Linked DNA regions of Sus scrofa: region 1 is linked to region 2. A link is a contact called in public targeted proximity ligation data. All regions are on one chromosome and are shown on one strand. The core of a region is the stretch at or near the end of the contact, and the rest is flanking DNA. Distances in the headings are between cores, read along the strand shown. Region 1 holds the start of LOC110260812. Region 2 overlaps LOC106510388 (a long non-coding RNA gene).

Region 1 (6,835 bases), core at 2,065-4,564, 98 kb before region 2:
GTCCAATCGGAGCTGTAGCCACTGGCCTACGCCAGAGCCACAGCAACTCGGGATCCGAGCTGTGTCTGCGACCTACACCACGGCTCACAGCAACGCTAGATCACGGAGCGAGGCCAGGGATCGATCCCGTAACCTCATGGTTCCTAGTCGGGTTCATTAACCACTGCGCCACGATGGGAACCCCAAAATTTATTTTTAAAAAATGGCCCGAGGGGAGTTCCCATGTGGCTTAGCAGGTTAGGTATCCAGAGTTGTCGCTGCAGTGGCCTGGGCTGCCACTGTGGTACAGGTTTGAGCCCTGGCCTGGGGAACTTCTGCATGCTCTGGGTGCAGTAAAAAGAAAAAGAAAAAAAGAAAAAAAAAAAAAAAGGCCTTGGGGCTTGCAAACCTATGACAGAGCAAACTGGCTCCCTGTGCTCTCTGGAAACAGGGCAGTGGTCCTCATATGAAGGTAGAGGGGTTGGTACCCATCCTGCCTCCTGGCCCTCCAAAGAGGGTTGTTTCAGCATAAAAGGAACATTTTTAGAGCTGGCTTTGAAGTCAGCTCCGGATGCAAGACCTAGATCTGCCAATTATTGCTGAGTGGACGCGGAATAAACTCCCGAGCCTGTGAATCAGGGATTAGGACGGTCTGCACCTCTTAGGAATGATGGGAGAATTAAATGAGGGACCATCTGTAAGGTGCTTATCCTGTTGTTTGTCTCTCGGGGAAGCACACAGTGAGCAGCAGCAGCATCACTGTGACACCCCTTGCCCCCATTCGAGACCACAGCAACTGGGTTTAAGCGCCGAGCTACTGAAAGGACCTCTGAAAGTTTCCCCACAAATAGCCTGAAGGGTAAGTCTCACTGAAGTGATGGGGTACTTGTCCTGAACCCCACCCCCACTTTCCTCCCCATCAACAGTCCCTACAGCAGCCGGCATCTCCACTTCAGCCTCAGTGTTGATGTCTACACTCCAGTTCCAGTTGTCAACTAACATTCAGATAAGGGGTGAAGTTCTTTCCACACTCTTTGAGGCCTGAGAGTGGCTAGTTGCAAATGGCTGTAGCATCCCAGATAAGCCTGAGTGCGGACTTTGAATTCAGACCTGAACAGGAATCACTTTTCTCACATCCTCTTTCACCACTTATTGTCTTAAGTGAACATGTCCAACACAGTCTCTTCAAACCTGCTTTCTTGTTTATACAAACAAGGTAACACTTGAGTAGCTGGAAGGATGAAATGTGATAATATTTACATATAAAGTGCTTAACGCAGTAGCTGGCAAGGACTGAAGTCCCATTCATCACCACTGAATCCAATTTGAAAAATGCTCCTCAGCTGCAGTCTTGGGTGCACAGAAATGAACAAATAAGTTAAAATTGTCATCAAAAGAGAAGCTTGAGATCAGCTACACATGCTGTATCTGGCAGATACACATTCTGCTCAATAAGGTAAACATCTCGACAGGCTTACGGAGTGATGCTTGCCCTCTACCTACTTAGCCTATTCAGATCTCTTACCTTATTCATAGTAAGAATGATCTCTTCCCCGCAAGGTGCACACTACTTAAAAATGGGTAATTTCTTTCTAAATTAACTTCCTCTAGGAAGGAAGGGGAGAAGAACCAACTTTTTTTTGGTGACTTGTAGAATATTGGTATGATGTGGTAGCACTAACCCTCTTTTTTTTTTTTTTTTTTTTTTTTTTAAACAAATTGGGAAACAGGACTAAGGACAAAAGCGAAGCAGGTGAGAGAAGCAGTGTCAGGCAGAATTCATCGCAGGTCTGTGGGGGCGAGGCTGTCCACCACCTTCCTCCTACTATTTGCCCTGCCTTTCAGTTTCTTGGGTTTATTCAAGAGCGGGCCTTCTGAAGGTGGTTCTCAGACATTCCCCGTTGAACTAATGAAGACCATTTAATGCCATCCGAGGCAATGAGGATTTTAGTCAGCTGTGAGGAGTGTGGTTGTCCTCTCGTTTTTCCAGCGATGATTAAAAAAACCATAGTCCCTCCATGGCACAGACTACTCGGTCTGCCCGCTTGAAATTCTCCAGGTAGGTTAATTTTTGAATGATGATTCACCTTCCCTTTCCTGTTTTGATGGAACACGGAGACGGAACCATTCCCGTCAATAAAAGGCTCGAGTTTCCACCCCGCAAATTCGCGCGGTGCTGACAGTCTAATTGGCTGGCGCGCAGGTGGGATTTCCTGTCGCCATTTTAAGGAAACACACGTCCCTGCAAGGAAGTGTCCAGTCAGTGCAAAGGAGCTGTGCCTGGAACAAAGAGAGAGCAAAAGAAAGGGAAACGGGCCCAGCTGTCCCAGTCTCCTCCAACCTGCTCTCTCGCCCCACGCTGACCCCCGATTTCGAGCGCCCGGTTCCGTGAACCCAGACGCGCCGGGCCCCAGGGCCGGGATTACGTGGGGTCTCCCCGCGGGCCGAAGCCCACCTGCAGTCCAGCAAAATCACCAATCCCCCAAAGAAAGTCCCCCAGCACAGAGCTCCGGGAGGGCTGGCGAGGTATCCGGAAGAGGGGAGGCGCCTCCGTCGGCGGGTTACGCACAAAGGGTGTCCAGGGGTGCTGGCGCGCCCCGGGGCTCTGGCCACTTCGCCCCCACCCCCGGCAACCCCGGTATTTTGTTGCAGTCCCGGGAGCCGACACGCCGTTCCCTCGCTGCCCGTGACTCGCGGGGCTACGCGCGGACCCACCACTCCGGCCGCCATCCTCTCCCAGCTCCCTTCCCACAATGCAACTCCCGCGCTAGCGCGTCCCCGCTCGGCCCTGGCGTATCCCAAACGCGCCCCTCGCCCCCAAGCCACCAGCCCTCCTGGCCTCCTTCCGAACCCCCTCAGCAACCCCCATCTCCATCCCCGAGGGCTCCGGGTCTCCAGCCGCCGCCGCGACTGGGTTCTGGCTTGCTGCCCGGCCCCAGGAGGGCGTGGGGCAGGTGTCCAGGCTGCGCGCAGCCTCCGCTCCCGGTGCCACCGCCGGCGCGCCCAGCACACGCGCGTTCGCAACCCCTGCCTGCCTCTTGCGATGATGCTCAGTCTCCGCCAGCTGCGGTCGCTGCATCCTCGGCGGGCTGCGACCGGGAGGCTCCAAGGGGCGGCCGCCGGCGGGGTCACCATGTGACGGGCACCGCTCAGAGACACGCAGCTTCGGTTAAAGAGCGGGCGCGCAAGAGCAGAGGCGACGGCTCACGGGACGAGGAGGAATAGCCTGACTTTCCCCGCTAAACCATCACGAGCCATGGTTGCGCCAGGGCGACGCGCCCCCTGTAGGAGAATGACTGCGACTCGGGACCCTCAGCGGTCGAGCGTGTGGATGTAAGTGTGAGGCTGGCGAACACTGTGTGGATGGGGATTGGTCGTGGGGGAGCTTCTGATGCAATCGGCCCCAAAAGGAGGAGGAGAGAGCCAAGAGAGCGCAGGCTGGGGCAGCCACACCGCTCCTCCTGAAGGTCGCCGCCCTTCACCTTCCTCCCGCCACGCCACGCCGAGCCTCCCCGCCCAACTCTAGCTGACGGAGGCCACCTTTTCCCCGTCGAAGCAGCCAGACCTTGACACAAAGGACATCGCTCGCCGGGGGAAAAGCCCGGAAGGGCGGATATCTTGACGTCTCCCTTCGCCACTTTTCCCTTTATTATCCCAGGTAAGGCGATTTTCCACTCCCCGGGAGAGCTGAGGGAGTGGCGGCGGGGAGGGGAAGGGATGTTTTAGATGTGAGAGGAGACGGTAACGCAGAAGTCATCCATGCGGCGTGAAAGGAAGGAGTGCGCGGCTGTGCGGGATGCGTTGGGATTTTTGCCTTTAAGAAAAGTCCAGAACTCCGGTTCTTCTGACTGCCCGCAGCAGAGTAAGGAGGCGCCGGAGCCCGATTTCACCTTTGAGTGGGCTGTGGCTTACTTCTGGGGTCTTGTTTTCAGAGTGGCAGATTGTGGCACCAGATTTGGTTAAATTATATGAGGATCAGGGACCACGCGGGGGGAGAGCGCAGCCGACATGAGGGCGAGACTGCGTACCCGAGGAGTGTATGAATGCCGGGCATTTGCGGGGAATTTCCTGTGTCTGCAGGGCCCTAAGGAGGACATGTGATGTTTCCGGGGGGTTGCGTGCGGCCGGCTGGGTCTTAGGGACTGGCTGCTGGCCTGGGGAGCGGAGGCGCGGAGCGGGAGTAAACAGGAGCACGCGTGCCGGCCCTTCTCGAGCTCTGCCCGGCTCTCAGTAACCGAGAGGAGTGGGAGGATGCGGGGCGGGGAGCATTACTAAAGGATGCTGGCAGTGACTCACTGCCCTTTCCCGCCCCGAAGAGGTTCTTTCCCAAACAAAGAAGGGGAGAAAAGGAGAATTGCGGTTTTCTGAGAGCTGGGATCTGCTGGAGCTGACGAACAAAAGGCCACCGCTTGCACGGGGGCCGGGGCTCGGAGGATCCTCGTCTCCATTCCCACCTCCTCTCCCAAGACCTGCATCTCGCTCAGGTCCCTAAAGGTGGCCACAAAAGGCCTTTAACCTCGCCGCCAGCAGTGCTGGAAGGAAAACGCTCCTTCGCACTAGTGCGCGTCCCCACCGCGGCAATCCGCTTCCCGGAGCATCGGGAGCCTCAGCATCCACTGGGACCCCCAGGTTACGGGGCTGCCTGGGCGTCGCTTCCCTGCGGAACCGCCCGGCCCAGGGCTTGGGCTGAACCGTAGACAGTGAAGAAGGCACAAGTAAGTACATATGGCGGCAAAAAGAATTTCGCGGTAAGAGCGTCACGGCGCTTCTGGTGCCTTTCACAGGCTGTCTTCGGCTTGGGAAGGTGGTGCTACAATCTAGAGTCCTTTGTGTCGCCCTCTGCGGCGCGGACCCAGTTTTCATAGCGCTGGTTCTCCGGTGAAAATCTAACTGCCACCAGGATCGTATACTATCGCAGTCGAATCCCTGGGATGTGTGTAGTAGAGGGGAAAAGACCCCAGCGAGAGGAAACGTTATGTATTTGCATTTGGGAAGGGATCTGGCATCTCTGCCGTGGGTTTAAAATTTTTTAACGTAGAGGGGAGGAGAGACTAAATCTATGGTTTGCAGACTGCAAGGCCCAGCAAGCCTGTAATTTGTCACCTTGATAGAAGAAACTGTGCAGCAACTCGTGCTTTTTCTGACGTCAGAAGGACAACGGAAATAAAACCTGAGCTAGGTGGCTGGCTGGCCTCATTGTAAAACGTCTCTGGCGGGGTGGGTATGCCTGGAATCCATGCAGAACGGCCAAAATGGGGCTCTATCTGATCCATGGAGGGCCTCCTGGAATTTGGTTTGAACCCCAACCTCAAAATGTTTTTTTTTTTTTTCCTCCGCAGTTCTCACTATATCGCCTTGTAAAACTCACTTAGTTTGGCTTGAGGTATTAAACTTGAGGTTTATTCACTCCCCCCACCCCAAAGTATTCAGTAAGTGTTTCCTACTGAAGGTTTATGTGGCACCCATAGCAACTAAGATCAAGTTCCTGTTTCTGTGAGACTTCCATTCTCCTGGGGAAAACAGACAATAAATGCACCTAGAAATTAATTTTGAAGATTTGGTCCTGCAGTGAAGAAATAAAACAAGATCATGTGATGGGGTAGGATGCTTGAGATAGATGACCCTCTAGGAGGGCCTGGGGGACAGGGCATACTTGTCCTGAAACTAGGAGGCCAGGTCTTTTCCTCCCTCTGGGTGCGATGTGAGGGCAAAAACCAGTCTTAGTCACTGTTGTTCCCCTAATGCCCAGCCCAGAGTAGCTGCTTAATAAATGCCCGTTGGACTGAGATCTTGGCCAAAACATCCTGTTCACCTCTTTCTGTTACTGTTGACCACCTCTTTCTTTCTATATGTCATTATTTGTTCCCCTGCTAAGTTGAAACATCAGAGTCTTTTTCTACTCTGCTTCTCCTTCTCTCTTCTCTCCACTTTTGGCCCCTGCACAAACCTGTCTTCTCAGCTTCTCCCCACTGCCCAGGTTCAGGTCTCTGACACCTGACCTGGACAGGGCAAGTGGCAGCAGTGGGTCAGAATAGAAGAACCATGAACTAGATATGTAGGTGCCTTGAAGAAACCAGCCCTCCAGGGAGTGGATGCAAGCACAGTGCATGGCAAAGGAGGTGCGATGGGCTTCTAGTGGGTCTCCTCCACTCCAAGCTCTGCTTCCCTAATTCAGTCTTGACCCTTCCATGTGATCTATATTTTTGAAACTCATTTTAAAATGACCTTGCTTCTAAAAACCTTCAGTGTGTTTCCACTGCCTGTAATTGAAATTTTAGTCCCTGAGCCGGACACGCAGGACCCTCTACAATCTGCTCCTTACCTCTTCCCACCTCTTTCTCCCTGTTCACCCCATGCCCTCCCTGTCACTCATCTCCCTCCATAGTGATGTTGATTGCAAACTGGAAGGCCTACTGAAGTGCTATTTGTGAAGGCTTAGCCCAAATGCCACTTCTCTACCTCTTCACATAAGTGTTCACCGATCACCTTGGGAGAGTAAGGCCATATACTTTGTATCAAATGTAAATGCCAGGTCTCAACTTACCAGCCCCGGGGACCTTGGGCAAGTTGTTCAGCATCTCTGAGCCTCAGGGTTTTTTTTTTTTTTCCCATTCTCATTTGAATGGGAATGATGATAATGATGGTATCGATGGTATTGTACCCATCATAGTGAGTTACCCTGAAGGTTGAGTGAAGATAATGGATACGAAGTGCTTGGCACAGTGTTAGTGCTCCACACATACTGAATTAAAAGGGACTTCTGGTTTCTCATCTCTCAGGGGGTGGGGAAAGTTGATCAGGAAAGCTCCCTCTACTTCTACTGGTCAATGAATATTTAATCATTTTAAAACACTTT
Region 2 (6,232 bases), core at 634-3,133:
ATATAATATAAATAATACATATTTTTATTGGCACACAGTTGATTTACAGTATTGTGCCACTTTCTGCTATATAGCAAAATGACCCAGGCATACATATATAATCATTCTTTTTCTCATCTCTTCCATCATGTTCTATCCCAAGAGACTGGATATAATTCTCTGTGCTATACAATAAGATTGCAGCATCCTTTCTGTGATACTGCTGCCAAAAATGCTTTACTTGAATCTAATCATGAGGAAACATCAGATAAACCCAAACTAGGAAATACTCTAAAAACTAATTGGCCCATAATCATCAAGAGTGTCAAGGTCATGAGAGTCGAGGAAAGACTGAGGAATACTCTTCCCAATTGAAGGCCACAACTAAATGCAACACACAATCTTGAATTGGTTCCTATAGTTATAAAAAACATTATTGGGACAAGAGGTAAAGTCAGTCCTAATTTAAACTTCTAAAAGTTTCTGAGAATTAGATGGAAGTAATAATGTACTGGTGTTAATTTCTTGATTTTGATGGATGTATTGTAGTTCTGCAGAAGAATATCCATGTTTGTAGGAATTACTTTCTTAAATATTTGTGAGTAAAGGGGCATCATGTTGGCAATTTAAGCCCAAATTGGAGGTGGTGGTGGAGTTATTTGTATTATTCTTGCAAAAAAAAAAAAAAAAGTAATATCTGATGTTGAATAAGTGACTCATTAAAGAGCCACATCATTGTTAATCAATGACATCTCTTAGAGGTACAGGATGTTAATAGCCATGCAATATGTTTTTGATCCTAGCCTATGGGCATGGTGATATCAAATAATCACCATTTACCAACATGGCTGGCCCCGTTGGTAGCCTACAAAACTGTCATTCCTTCTTCCCATTCTTTATTGCTAATAGAATCCAATTTCATTGAGATTTGGATATCTGGGTCCTTTCTACCTCCAGGAGGTGAATTTTTATTGATCTAAGCCAATCCTGGTTTAGGCATGAGCATGTGCTGTACATGGCTAAAAATACAAGATACATGAAAGCAGGTCTGCTGGGGTTGGGGTAGTGGTCCTTCAGGGAAAGATTTTCCTTACAAATAACTCAAGGAATGAAATGACTCTTCTTCTATTTAATGAGGCACACCTAGGTTATAGCAGTTGTCCTGCAATCAGGAGGAGATAAGCCTAAGTGATCTCGGAGAGACAGCAGTGAGTGATGGCTTGAAGTGAGATCTTAATTCTCTGCTCAGGAATTGAACCTGGGCAGGCCCAAGAAGCCTAGCCACTAGACAGGAGAGAGGCTGAAAGTAGAATTGCCCTGATTCTTGCTCCCTGTTGAAAGGAAGAATGTTTTAAGGAGGCGACGATTGTAAAAACAGGTATAAAGTTTATACCTGTACCGGTTTATACAGTATACCAGGTGGGAGAGCACACAGAGAAGTAGTCTGTTTATCTAAGGCAGAAGCAAAGTGGTAATACACACCCAACGGAGGCGCTCAGGTGAGGGGGTCCTCAGTGAGGAGTGTGCCAGAGAGGTGATTTAAATCACTTACATAGGACAGTTCTTCTGGGTCTTTGCTTTCCTTAGGCCAATTATCTTGTTTTGTTTCTCACACCTGACTGGACCCAGGGCCCTCTCTGATATGTGTGCACTTTGGGCAAGATGGGTTCCAGAGCAAAGTGTTCTGGGGTTATCGGGACTTAATATGGCTTGGGGTACCCTCCCTTTCTGACCCCTAGGAGTCTTTCTGTGCACGTGTAATTGGGGAGGTCTCCTTGATGCCAGAAGTGGATTGAAATGGTCATCTTATCTTTTTATTCCAGCAGAGCTCAGCTCCTGTCATTAACTTTCTCCTTGAGGTGTCACAGAGAAGCAAGGCCCAATTTACTCAGCCCAAGTCCCAGCTGTCCTCATTTTAAAATGGGCTTCTGCCAGGGACAATCTCCACACCAGAAACAACTCTCTGCCCAGACACAGAACTGCTGCAGATCTTCTGCGAGAAACATTGGTATTTCTCTAATTTAAGTAAATACATGGTAATGTTTTTCCCATTAAGCATCCACAGGTATTCAGAGAGACAAATACAGGTATTTAGGAATTATTTCAGATCGAAAGCTTTATAGAAAGAAAGGAATTTTCTTTTAAAAATAAAAATACATAAACACTTTTCTCTCCTTATGACTCTCACATCAAGGAGGCAAAATTGAAGAAAACAAATAACAACAAAACATTATCTAAAAAGCAGTACTGTTGGGACTTATGTAATGTGTGGTTTTAACAGTCTGCTTCCTTGAATTTGAATAATATTGCCATTTTAACCACCTTAAATTTTTGTACCTTTTCTATAGGTATTTTTTTTAATCTTCATTAATATAGCACTGTGGTTTGCAAAGATAAGAGCATTCTCTGCACATTTTGCTTTTCAAATATAAAGAATGATGATGCACATTTTTATGTTACTACCTGCCATAAATAAATATACCACTATCTTTTTGCTAAGCACGTTGCTGATTAATCACTATAGATTAAAATAATCCCAAATTGAAAGCAGTAGCTTTTTAAAGATTAAGAGAAATTGTATCTGTATGGCATTGTTGCTTTAACAGCTCAATTTGCAAATAAAAGAGCAATTATAATCATTTATCTCTAAAAAAGAAACAGATTTATAGAAATGTTTTCTTTCATGAAAACAGCACCACCATCTGGAATCCTATAGTTTGTGCAATGAAAAAATTAAATGACAAGGTTTTGTTGTTTTTCTTTTAGCTGGTAGAAATTTGTCTTTTCCTAAGAGGTTTTACAGGTGAAAATAAGGCAGAAATTGCATTTCTAAATAGCTTAATAACAAAACGTGATTTCTGCCTTATTTTCACCTGTAAAACCTCTCAGGAAAAGACAAATTTCTTCCCCACCACCAAAAAGGATCCGTACCATTTGTGTCCTACTGAAATCAACTAATTTTAATGGTATCAGACTCTCACATGATTTCTTTTACAGCTAATGTTATCATGCAATTACTATTACAACAGGAATTAATTTTATACTTCCTCCTGACTATATGTTTCCTCTGCAATAGAAAAGTATTTTTTTCTTTAAACTAATGTTAAAGAAGTTTAGTGTCCCAATTTCTTACTTTATTTTTTCAAGAATAGAGGTTAAAGGAGCATATGATGAAAAAAAAAATGGACCCAGTCCTCGAAAATTGAAAAATTTGTAAAGGAATTTTAAGCACTATGCAAATGTACAGAATTATTGTTATCATCACTACATAAATTTAAGGGACCATTAATAGTATGGCATTTATAGGTAAACACATGTGGATCAAATACATCTGTTTAATGGTTTTACTCAACACTATATAAAATTATGCAAGCTTTAAGTTCTTCAAAAATGAAAAACACTATATAATGTTGTTAAAAATTTCTGCTATTCTCATGAATGGAACAAAGCAATTGATTCAAGCGGCAAAAATCACATTCAACACTCTAAACAATCATTTTCTTGTATTGTTGTATTAGGATGTTTAATGAATGGCTTAATTGATTAAGCCTTAAAACTGAACACTCCAATGTTCCATTCATTTGCCAAAATCAGTCTCATCCTGTACTGAGCCATGTGCATCCTCTAAAATAGAGCCAAGAACAATTGTGTTTCCTGGAAAACAAAGGCAAAGATTCTCCAGCTATGTCAAATGAACACCACAGATAAACATGCTTTTATATCTATTTTTTCCCAATCTCACTCTTGCATTTCAGTTCTCTAGTCTGTGAATATGTTACCAATGAGTTCATTTGGTAACTCTTTCCTCCCTCACCACTGTCATTCTAAGGACACCTAACCTAGTGCCTAACAGTTACTGTTATATATACTGTTATACAATCCCGCTCTAAGTGTTCCATATGTAGTCATTCATTCTCATTACAACCCTATGAAGTAGGATTTTAAAAATGAGGAAGCTGAGACCCAGAGAAGTTAAGTAAATTTGCCCAAAGTCATATAGCTAAGGAGAGGTATACCATGGATTCCAACACAGGAAAGTCTGGTTTCCAACGCCCTGATTTTAACCACTCAAATGCTGCTTCTCAACCAGTGTATGACAGCTTCAGTGGTCTTTGGCTACCACTTTACAGTTTATTAATTTTAATCCAAGTTTATCTTATTTGGAATAAATGTCAAATCAATTTGTAAACCTTTTCCATACTTATTAGTATTTTTGTCTCTGCATGTTTAAATGATTCTCTGCAAAAGTCATTCAGTATGCAGTAACTATTTGAAAGTCAATTATGTAATTTCTAAAATATTATCTAACTAAAAAATCTAAGGTTCAATGAGCATTATGACACATATATATTTAGAACAATTCCACTGCTATAATTTTAATCTTACATATTTTCTCCCACATGTCCTTAAAGAAAAATGTATGAGGATGTTCATTTCACCATTGTAAAAGCAAAAGATTGGACATGATCTGAGTGGCCACCTATAGGGGACTGGTTAAATAAATTATGGCCCAACCTTGCTTGGGATGCTAGAAAGTCATTACAAACAATGAGCTAGATCTATTTGTGTTCAGATAGAACTACGTTTAAGATACATGAATTTTAAAAAGCTACAGATGAGATACTTAGGATATTCCTATTTATATGAAACAAAAGGTACACACACACACATATATATATGTATATATATATATATATATATATATATAGAGAGAGAGAGAGAGAGAGAGAGAGAAATTTCTAGTAAATGCCTCTGGAAGGAAGTTGTAGAAACAGACACACCTCAGTGTTCACTCTTGTGCTACATAAATGCTTACAATGTTCACATATTATTTTTTAATTAAAACAGAAACTAATGCTGGAGAAAGGAAAACTCTATATTTCTATGAGCAAAGCACTGCATCTGGAGCAAATATACTGAATTCCCTGTCCCTGCCACCAGGGAAGCTGGCATTTGTTGTGGAAGAGAGCCATGTGTGCATATAGCCTGCCTGCCAAGCAGGAACTTAAATGCTGTGAGTGCCCAGGCTGCAAGTAAAAGGAAGGAAAGCATGTTTTCACTGGAGTGACCAGAGAAGGTGTAGGGTTAAGCAGCATTAGACCTGGACCTTGAAGTATCTCACTGAGGTAGTACAGGGCCTACGAGAGTGGATTCTGGACCTGAACTCCCTGGCTTCCAGTCTGGTTCCAGCAATGATTTGTCACGTGATCTTGGGCAAGTTATTTAGCTTTCTGGCTTCAGTTTCCTTGTTAATAAATTGGGGGTAATAGCAGTACCTGTTTCATAGTATGATGATGAGGTTTAAAAGAGTTCATATACATAAAGCACGTGGATCACTACTTGGTATACAAAGCACCATTCAAGTATTTGCCATTACTATTCAGTTAAACAGGGGAAGGGTGAATTTTTTTTTTTTTTTTTTTTTTGTCTTTTTGCCTTTTGAGGGCTGCTCCCGCGGCATATGGAGGTTCCCCGGCTAGGGGTCTAATCGGAGCTGTAGCCGCCGGCCTACGCCAGAGCCACAGCAACTCGGGATCCGAGGCTCGTCTGTGACCTCGCGGCAACGCCAGATCCTTGACCCACTGAGCAAGGCCAGGGATCAAACCTGCAACCTCGGTTCCTAGTCAGATTCGTTAACCACTGAGCCACTATGGGAACTCCAAGGTGAATTATTTTCAAAAGGACGTATGATAAACAAAAATAGGGGGAAATGAAGCTGGAACTGTGTTTTATGCCTTACACAAAAGTAATTGGTAGATCAAAGATTTAAAAATTAAAAAACAAAATGATAAGTGTATAATAGAAAACCTAGGTGCATTAATTTATTACTTTAGTCATGAAAGACGCTTTTCTAAATATGAGCCCAAGAGCCAATACCTTAAAAAAATGATAGCCCGAACACATTAACAACCAAAACCTTCTTCAGCATACATGCAATACACATAAACTGCTGTAATCAAAGTTCAAAGAAAAACAATGAGGAAATATTTGACCTCAGTAATGATCAAAGAAATGCAAATTAACAATGATCAGTGCTCACCAATGCTGCAGGTAAATGGGGGCACAACAGGTGATTGTCTATAGTGTTGACAAGAGCAGAAACTGAAAAAGGTTTTCTGGAAAAACATTTGGCACTATGTTTCCTAAAACTTTACCATGCACGTACCTTTTGGCCTAGCAATTCCATGATTAGGAATCTGTCCTAGGAAAGTAGTCAGACATGTGCAGAATCCAAGCTAGCAATCCCAGGACA

Evidence for each region.
Region 1: a contact with region 2 is called in a targeted proximity ligation map of skeletal muscle. A contact is called at or near these places in 1 of 5 promoter capture datasets (fetal skeletal muscle), 5 of 47 Hi-C or Micro-C datasets (embryonic fibroblasts, fibroblasts, heart right ventricle and 1 more) and 1 of 2 datasets of targeted methods (skeletal muscle).

Annotation. Positions count from the first base shown.
Region 1 is chr5:77,073,202-77,080,036 of Sscrofa11.1, reverse strand. It overlaps LOC110260812, which reads right to left and starts at 3,314. Exons shown (of 1, transcript XM_021092993.1): 1 at 1,661-3,314. The coding sequence starts at 3,114. The coding sequence ends at 2,164. It overlaps SLC38A1 (sodium-coupled neutral amino acid transporter 1), which reads left to right and starts at 3,314. Exons shown (of 18, transcript XM_003355629.4): 1 at 3,314-3,637.
Region 2 is chr5:76,974,407-76,980,638 of Sscrofa11.1, reverse strand. All of the region lies in intron 2 of LOC106510388 (a long non-coding RNA gene), which reads right to left. Among named protein-coding and RNA genes, the nearest start is that of SLC38A1, 99 kb to the left of the region's middle.